Linked DNA regions of Mus musculus: region 1 is linked to region 2. The links are chromatin contacts, called in public promoter capture Hi-C maps. All regions are on one chromosome and are shown on one strand. The core of a region is the stretch at or near the end of the contact, and the rest is flanking DNA. Distances in the headings are between cores, read along the strand shown.

Evidence for each region. Promoter capture Hi-C pulls out the DNA fragments that hold promoters and counts their contacts.
Region 1: a contact with region 2 is called in a promoter capture Hi-C map of pre-B cells. The contact joins the promoter of Pnn here to the promoter of Eapp in region 2. A contact is called at or near these places in 3 of 39 promoter capture datasets (the C10 cell line, cranial neural crest and pre-B cells).

The regions. Positions count from the first base shown.
Region 1 is chr12:59,065,034-59,070,040 of GRCm38.p6, reverse strand. Pnn (pinin) reads right to left here and starts at 3,122. Exons shown (of 9, transcript NM_008891.2): 1 at 2,926-3,122; 2 at 2,191-2,262; 3 at 1,688-1,756; 4 at 1,243-1,315; 5 at 1,045-1,139; 6 at 850-925. The coding sequence starts at 3,038.
Region 2 is chr12:54,694,501-54,699,075 of GRCm38.p6, reverse strand. Eapp (E2F-associated phosphoprotein) reads left to right here and starts at 3,182. Exons shown (of 6, transcript NM_025456.4): 1 at 3,182-3,365. The coding sequence starts at 3,292. Gm22513 (a small nuclear RNA gene) reads right to left here and starts at 2,294; the gene lies at 2,131-2,294.

The DNA.
Region 1 (5,007 bases), core at 1,873-4,372, 4.4 Mb before region 2:
AATTTTACTATGTAAATTTACTCGTAGGCTTTCATCACGTTTCTTCCCATTTAATTTTAACTTTGTATTTGGGTCTGATTGCAATCTGTGTTTTGGGAAATAGTAACTGAGGCATTTCCCCACAAATATCTAAATTTTAAAGTCACTAGTCAGCAATCATAAAAGCTTCCTTAATACAATTTAGCCTAGGTTTTCAAGATGGCTCACTGTATTAGGCCTTTGCTGAGCTCTAGGAATCCATCTGTCTCCACCTTACCAACATACAAGTGCCGACTACCACTTCTAGATTTCATGGGCTCTGGGGATGGAACTCGGGTCCCTCATATTTGCATGGTAGGCATTTTACTGAAAACACTACCCGGCATAAATGTAATTTTAAAAAAATCCAAGCCAGGCATGGTGGCGCACGCCTTTAATCCCAGCACTCGGGAGGCAGAGGCAGGCAGAGTTCTGAGTTCGAGGCCAGCCTGGTCTACAGAGTGAGTTCCAGGACAGCCAGGGCTACACAGAGAAACCCTGTCTCAAAACCAAAATAAACAAACAAACAAATAAACAACAACAACAACAAAAAAAACCTGGGCTCCCTTCTGTCCTCCAAAGGCACTGTACACATAGGGTGTACAGACATATATATATATGCTACACCCAGTCACATCAAGTAAAGGCAAAAACCTACTATAAAGCCAGGTATGGTGGCTAATACCTTTAATTCCAGTACCCAGAAGCAAAGAAGGCAGGTCTCTGTTGAGTCACCCTTACCTGCACTGTATAACATTAATCTCCTCTTTGGTAATGAGTAAATGAGGTAAAGCAAGGAAGAGAAAAAGTTAAAAAAAAAGGCACCAATACCCGTTCAGTAGCAACAGTAGATTCTTGTTTAAATTTCTGAAGAGTGCCCATCAACAAGCCAAATATTCGTCGGTTCCTAAGAAACATAAGAGGAAAATGAACGTGTGCATGCCCTGTCTGAGAGGTCCTGTAAGCAAGCGTCTCGTCTGCTGAGTGCGAGCCTTCCACCCCCTCCCCCTGGCGCCGAGCAGGCACCTTTGCTTCCCCTTCTCATCCATGTTTTGATCCTGGATAAGGTCTCTGCGCGTGCGCTCTTTGGAGGTAGCTACAACGGAAGATTGCAGTGCTGGCTGTAAGAGAGAAGAAAGGATCAATGATTTCTTGTTCTGGGCTATCATGCTTTTCAAAGCACACTAAGAGTTGTGTTCATCCTCTAATATTTAATTTCAATACCTTTTTAACATCATCGTCTTCTGGGTCGCTCTCCTGGCGTGATTCTCTTCTTGTCCGACGCTCCCCACCCAGCCTAGCACGGGAGAAAGAATTGAAATGACCACTATGGAATCAAATGCATAATCAATCAAAGGTGAATGGGTGTTCAAATGCTCATCTCCAGAAGGCATATTCTACTGAGTTTATATCGCATTTACCACTTTCTTATGGGGGGTGGGGGAGGGGTGGAAGCAAGATGCTCCAAACCAAGCTTTGCTCTCTTCTCATATCCAAACGTTTCTTGGTGTTTTTTAAAGTACAAAACAGAACGTGTTACTTCTAATCCCACTGAGTTCTGTAAACTGGGCTAGCCCAGTTCAAATCAATCCCAATGACATAGAAATATCTGTAGTGTCCCAGAAAACAAGATGGGTACTGACTCTCCAGACATCTTTTGAAACCATACCTACTGACTGCCCCTTCCAGGTCTCTTTGTTTGGCTGGGGGTCCTCCTCCACTATCTGAGAATCCACGCCTGCAATGAGAAACATCCAACCTAAAGCTCGAGAAACATTAGCAGAAACTGGTATTTCTAGTCGACTAGAGAATTTAGTTGATTTCATAAAGAAGAAAAACACAAGTGAAGCAAACTTAAGCAAACAATTACATGAACAACACCCTACCACCAATTACATTCTTAGATGTCAAAAGCCTTAACAGAACTTAAAAACAGTTAAGTTTATATGAAACTGTCCCCCCCCCACCCCCACCCCCCAGTCAGGGTTTCTCTGTATAGCCCTGGCTGTCCTGGAACTCACTTTGTAACTTTGTAGACCAGGCTGGCCTTGAATTCAGAAATCCGCCTGCCTCTGCCTCCCAAGTGTAGTGCATATGAAACTGTTCTAATATTCTCCAACCTCTACTTTTGCAATACATTTATTAGAAACAAGGCAGTTATCATCTCCTTACCTTAGCAATAAGCTACCTCGTCCTCTACCTCCACCAGGACCAGAAAGGGCCAGCAATCTGGCTTGGATGGGCCTAAAAAAGAATTATAATCAGTGTAAAAGTCCTATGCAGACACATGAGAGGGCTTCATATACTTCCACACACTAAGGTACACACTACGTAGAAATGAACACAAATAATTCTAAAATGACCGTTTCAGATCCACTTCTTCGAAACCAAACATTAAAATCCTCTTTCTTGCTTCCCCAAGACCACCGTTACGAAAATATATGTATCTCGAGACTGCTACATATTAATAAGTCTGGGTCAGGTCCTATCTGCCAACCTCAAGGGAAGGACACCCAAGCCAGCAGGGAGAGGCAGCCACTGCTTCCCCCGGGGGTCTCCGACTTGACAAGGGTTCGGAGCCGCAGGGGTGGAAAGGGGCTTTGTACTGCAGTTCCGGGCCTGCAGCGCCAAGGGCGGGAAGCCGTGGTCTCGGCCTTCCCGGGGGCGCGGAAACCACGCCGGGCAGCCGGGCGGGCCTTCCTTCCATTCGCAAGCACTCGCACCCAGTGCCCTAGGCGCAGGCATGGCGTCTCCCCGCCTAGCCGAGCAGAGGGCTCGCCCGCCGCCCGGGAAACGGGCCCCTTGACCCCAGTCGGCCCACAAGCGGCCGGTTGCCCTCTGTCCCGGGTGCGCCCGGCCCCGAGGCCCCGGACCTCGCCAACCTCTGGGGTTCCGTCCGATCCGTACCTCACATCATTCGGGTCCCGCCCGGTGAGCTTGCGGATATTCTCGTCCACATTCTTGAGGCTCTCTTTGGCCTTCTCTAGCTGCTCCTGCAAAGCTCTCACGGCGACCGCCATCTTCTCTCTGCAGCAGGCTTCGCGACCGCTCTCCAGGCCGCGCAGCGCCGCACCGCGCCCGCCGCTCCACGCGGAAGGACTGACAGCCGGCCCCAGCCAATGATCGCGGGCTTCTTCTCGGGCCTGGACCACCCGAGGACCGGAAGGGGAAGAAGCTTGTCGATCCGTGATTCTGGACCAATGAGAAGCCGGCAAGTCACTCAGCTCCTCCCCTCGCCGCCTGCCGTGGTTGCGCTCCGCTGCTTGCGCAGAGCGGGGAGGGATTACGTCGGTGTGATAGATCCAATCTCGGGGGTCTGCAAAGGCATCCTCTTAAACTTGACATGTCGCTGACTTCATAGTGCGCCTAAACTCTTCCCATGGGACGGAAGAGGCTATACATCCTTTTTTTCCTTCCCCAAGAGGTTTAATCAGAAAAGGGCATGGCAAATAATGGCTGTTGCGCATGCCCAGAGTGCAGGGAGGCGCAGGCTGTCTTCCATTAGTGAACTGAACCACCAGGAGTCTTCATCCTAACAGCTAATAGTTATTGTGGACACTGAGAATCGCTTTGCGTGCCTTAGTCGTTAAAAACTAGAAACTTGAATGAGATGGTGCTTAATGATAAGGAAATTGAGGCTGCGGACCTAGGTCCAACAGGTCGTCAGATCTCGATGAAGAGGCAATTTATATTCTGATCCTGAGCAAAGTTGTTTCCAGCAGGGCCTAATGCCTGCGGGTATAATAGAGGGTCTGGAGAAGTTGCCAGTGGTTTCCTGTGTGTATTTTCTGGATTCCACTTTGCCCTACCCACAATGCCAATATGGACGCTGGTTTTGTACTTGACATAGAGGTACACGTTTTAGTTCGGAAAAATGTTACACAAATGCAAAGGTCAAATCCTTACAAGTTTTCTCCCTGAAAAGGAACAAGAATTTTTGTTTTGTTTTTAGTAACAGTAACTTGGTCTTATCCTGTATGCTATTTGTGTGGAGGCTCATAACTGGATAGGTGAGGAAGAATTTCATTATCTTATCAATGTTAACAGCACCTGTTATCTACAAAACGAATACCATGACAGCCAAGGATACACAGAAAAACCCAGTCTTGAATAAAACCAAAACCAAAAAGAAGAAGGGGGGAAGGGGAGGAGGAGAAGGAGGAGAAGGAGGAGGAGGAGGAGGAGGAGGAGGAGGAGAAGAAGAAGAAGAAATAGAAGAAGAAGAAGAAGAAGAAGAAGAAGAAGAAGAAGAAGAAGAAGAAGAAGAAGAAGAAGAGAAAAGTCAGGTGGTAACATGCCTTTTAATCCCAGCACATGACAGGTTGAGGCAGGTGGATTAGCCTGGTTTACAGAGCTAGTTCCAGGACAGCCAGAGAATCCTGTCTGGAAATACTTACTCCCCCTCAGAGAGAAGGGTGGGGAGGGGGAGAGGGAGAGAGAGAAAGGGAGAAAAGGAGAGGGTGACAGGAAATATCTTTGAAGAAGCTTGAAGGTGTATAGCATATTAGCAGGAAGCAATATAGAAAACCAAGATTTTTTCTTTGGTAAAAAGCAATTAAGTCTAAAAATTATTTAATTCTAATTGTAAACAAGGTTTCACTGAGTTATCTATACATAAAAGATAGGATCTTTTAAATTTTACTATTATTTTGCATGTATGGGTATTTTGCCCTCATGTTTATCTGTGCAACTACATGCATGTATGCATGATGCCCTTAGAGACCAGAAGTGGGGGGTGGGATCACTGGAACTGGAGTTACAGACAAGGTTAATGTTGATGCTGGGAACTGAACCCAGGTGTCCCCTCCCATCTATTTATATATTTATAATACATATCACACACACACACACACACACACACACACACTCAGGAATAAAATAAATGTTTGGCATTGGAGAGATGACCCAGTGGTTAATCTAACTGGCTGTTTTCCAAGAGGGCCTGAGTGTGGTTCCTATCGCCCTCAGGGCAGCTTACAACCACCGATA
Region 2 (4,575 bases), core at 1,933-4,432:
CATAGTTTCTCTCTGTATCCCTGGCTCTCTTGGAACTCAATTGGTAGACCAGGGTGGCCTCAAACTCAGAGATTGGCCTGTCTCTGCCTCCCAAGTTCTGGGATTAAAGGTGTGCACCATCACCACAAAGCAAGTTCTAATTTTTAAAATTTGTTTTGGATTCCGGAGAAATAGCTCACTCGCTGCTTAAGAGTACTTGGTTCTGGGGCTGGAGAGATGTCTCAGTGGTTAAGAGCACTAACTGCTCTGCCAGAGGTCCTGAGTTCAACTCCAAGCAACCACATGGTGGCTCACAACCATCTGTAATGGGATCCAATGGGTCCCATCTGTAATGGGACCTCTTCTGGTGCGTCTGAAGACAGCTACCATGTACTCACATACATAAAATAAATAAATATTTTTAAAAAAGAGTACTAGATTCTTTTGTAGAGGGTCCAACTTTGGTTCCCAGCACTTATGTCAGGCATTACACAAGTGCCTATAACTATAGCTCCAGGGGATCAGGCAGGCAGGCAGGCACACTTGCAAGCGCGCACACACACCAATTTAAAATTTATTTTGGACTGGGCCCGAGACAGAAGCAAGCAGATCTCTGTGAGTTCAAAGCTAGCTGATCTACATAGTAAGTTCCAGGAGGACAAAACCCAAAACAACCCCCACCCCAAAAATAAACCCGAAAAAGCAAAAAGCATGTAGATATGTGCGGTGTGCATGTATGTTTACATGTATGAGCGCATGTGTGTGTGTTTGAATGTGGGAAAAAGTTACAGGTTGAGATAGCGCATCTTCCTTGATTTCTCTCTATTTACCAAGGTCTTGGGCAATATCCTTGCTCTGCCTCTGGAACTGGAGTTACAGGCAGATGAGCTGCCCCACTCAGTGCTGGGAAGGAAAATCTGGTCTTCTGCAAGTGTTCTTAGCCACTGAGCTATCCCTGCAACCTCGTTGTGCTGGTAACCACAGCTTCAGTGAGGTGATGCATGCAGCAGCTGGGTCCTGTCTAGACAGTTCTCACAGAAGACTGGCCTCTCCCGAGTTCCCAGAATCTCGGGTGGGAGCAGATATAGACCATTCACCTGCAGTTGAGCCCTGTTCCTTATTCTTTGCATTTTGACCAGTTGTGGATCTCCTCAGAAACCTCTACACTAATGTGCTGCAGAAAAACGCTTGGCAGTTTTTCAACCGGACAATTGAAAGCAACACAAATCCTTGAGTATAAATATAAATATTTAGAAGGCATCGTGGCAACATGATAATGTAGCAAAATAACAGTACATATTAGAGGGGAGACCCCTCACCTCCCAGATTACATTAAATTTCATACAGACAAACCTAATGAAATTAATTGGGTCGCAACAAATGATGCCTGTCTTATGGTTTCTGGTCCAGGATCAAAATCAACTAACTTGGGGAGGAAGGGTTTATTTCAGAACAGAAAGGGTTTATTTCAAGGCAGAAACAGGATGTAGCAAATACTGAAGAAAAGGTTGTGGAGGCATGTTGCTTACTTTACTAGTCCCTCATACCTTAGCAGGCAGGAGTGCCGGCCCAGGGGTAGTACCGCCCACAATGAGCCTTTCCATCCTGTACAGATTAAGATGTCCAACTTCCCAATATGAATCTTCTCAAAGTTTTCATGAAGTTAGTGTCATGTTTACATAAAGCTTAGCAAATACAACACCTTTTGGGTTTGCTTCACCTAAACAGTTAGTATCTGACCTTTTTACAAAGTGAGTTCGAGGACAGAGAAACCCTGTCTTGAAAACACCAGAAAAAAAAGAAAACAAGTTGTTGGTGCTAACTGAGATAGTAAAACTTATTTCAACTGACAATTACCTTACACATCATTCAAAAATAAACCTAGGGCTGGTGAGATGGCTCAGTGGGTAAGAGCACCCGACTGCTCTTCCGAAGGTCCGAAGTTCAAATCCCAGCAACCAGGCTCACAACCACCCGTAATGAGATCTGATGCCCTCTTCTGGAGTGTCTGAAGACAGCTACAGTGTACTTATATATAATAAATAAATAAATCTTTAAAAAAAAAAAAAAAAAAAAAACTAAAACACCAGGTAGAAAGCAAGTCTTTCGCAATGCTAAAGTAAATGTTTTCTATTTTTTCAACAAAAATGCCAGGGGAGAGCGCGAACGCAGTCCCCCACTACCACAAATTATGCAGTCGAGTTTCCCGCATTTGGGGAAATCGCAGGGGTCAGCACATCCGGAGTGCAATGGATGAGCCTCGCCCTGGGAAAACCACCTTCGTGATCATGGTATCTCCCCTGCCAGGTAAGTATGAGTTGCGAGTGCCGTGTGCAGGCTCTCCATCATTGTATACTTACTTTATAACTACGGTCTCTTCCTCAATGCGTCTTCTCTACATTATATTCTCTTTTCTAACCTTGATCCATAAATATACGCTTATATTATGTAAATATTATCAATAACGGAAAAAAATGTCTATTTAGGGAGAACCGGTAGCCTTTGCGTGAAATTCTCATCTACATATTCCACGCCTTTGTGGTGACGCCGCGGGAACTCGTCTGTAGGCCCCTCAACGCGACTCCGCCCACTAAGGCTGTGAGGCGGGGGCGGGGTTTGTTGGTAGTGGGCAATCGAATCTGGAATTCAAAACCTAAGCTTCTGCCCAGGCTCTGGGCAAAGAAAAAGTTTTTTTTAGCTCAATTCAGTTTCTGCTAGCGGAGGACAGGATTCTAAGAGATCCACCCTTGTTAAGTTTAACTAGTAAAAGAAAAATCGTTTTTCCGTGGTGTTTTTCTGAGTAGGTCTATTATACATTATTTACTTGCACACAGCCAATAAACCTAATAAAAACCATGAGAGAAGGGCTAAGATAACAACTTTGAAGAAATAAATCTGACTGGATAGTGATATACAACTGTAATCTCAGCTCTCCGCAGGTCACGGTAAGCAGAGCGAAGCCAGCCTGGGCTACATAACTGGTTACAGGTTAGACTGGGTTAGTGAGACCTTTTCAAAACCTAAATAAAGCTTAAGTTAAGAGGAGGAGGAGGAGGAGGTGGCGGCGGCGGCGGCGGCGAGAAGAAAAATGCACAAAGACAACTGCTATTTTCAGCGGAAAAGAAAACGTAGAGACGTGTTAACATTGACCCTCCGCACGCCCCGTCTCTTGCATCCTTGTCACTGGACGGCTTGCGCAGGCGCACAGGAAGGACTCGCAGTACGGGCGGAAGTGGAGTCTCCGGGAAGCTTTGGGGAAGGCGCTGGCGGAGTACACAGACGCCGGGGCGGTGTAGGCGTCCTCAGGTCGCCATGAACCGACTCCAGGATGACTATGACCCGTACGCGGTGGAAGAGCCGAGCGACGAGGAGCCGGCTCTGAGCAGGTGGGCCGCTGCCCCGCGTCTCCGCCCTGCCTTGGCTGAGGCCGTTGTGTTGTTCGCGCCGGCCGTCCCTGGGCGCAGTGTCGTCCGCTTCACTTGCGGGAGCCTCGGGGCGCTTGATGGCGCTGCTCAGTCTCTAGGGAACCAGGATGGACAGCAGTGCGGGAAGAGGGATGTTCCGGAATTACGTGGGCCCCCAGGCGTGAAGCCTTAGATGGAACCCTGTTTACCGTTTACTAGCACTGTGACCGAAGGCAAGTCAGTTCTCGGCCTCGCATCTGTAAATGGAAATACAAGTATGGGACAGTGTCCTAAGCTAGTGAGGGCCTGGCCCTTAGCACGAAGTACTTATCTTGAAGACTGTCAAGTAGAAACTAGGGAATAGAGAATGGAAAAAAAAAAAAAAAGGAATGGGCTTTTTTTTTTTTTTTAAGTTATGATCTCCACACGCATGCCATAGCACCCATATGCCCATATACACAACATTTTTCTTTCTTTCTTCCTTCCTTTCTTCCTTTCTTTCTTTCTTTTGTTTTTCGAGACAGGGTTTCTCTGTATAGCCTGGCTGTCCTGGAACTCACTCTGTAGAGCAGGCTGGCCTCGAACTCAGAAATCCGCCTGCCTCTGCCCCCCAAGTGCTGGGACCAAAGGCATGCGCCACCATGCCCGGCTATACACAACATTTTTAAAACTGTAATTTAAAAGTTAAATGAATTAAGTCAGACATGGTAGTGTATGCCTATAATCCCATCATTTAGGAGGCCAGAGGGTGAAGAGTTCAAAGCTGGTTCTGGGCTACGTAAGATTTTGTCTTAAAACAAGAAAAAAATGTCCAAGGCATTTCTTGCAGCTGGCTTTTGCTTTGTTGTTCTTTTTCCCGCAGTTTTTTTTTTTTTTTTTTTTTTTTTGTTTTGTTTTTTTTGAGACAGGGTTTCTCTATAGCCCTGGCTGTCCTGGAACTCACTTTGTAGACCAGGCTGGCCTCGAACTCAGAAATCCACCTGCCTCTGCCTCCCGAGTGCTGGGATTAAAGGCTTGCGCCACCACGCCCAGCTCACGCCTGGCTTTTTTCTCCGCGTCTTAATCTACAACTTGTCTCCTTCCATGTGGGTCCCAGAAATTGAACTCAGGTCATGAGGCTTGGTGACAAGCCCTTTGTCTGCTGCTGAGTTATCTTGCTGGCCCTGACTTAATTCATTTTTGTTGTTTTATT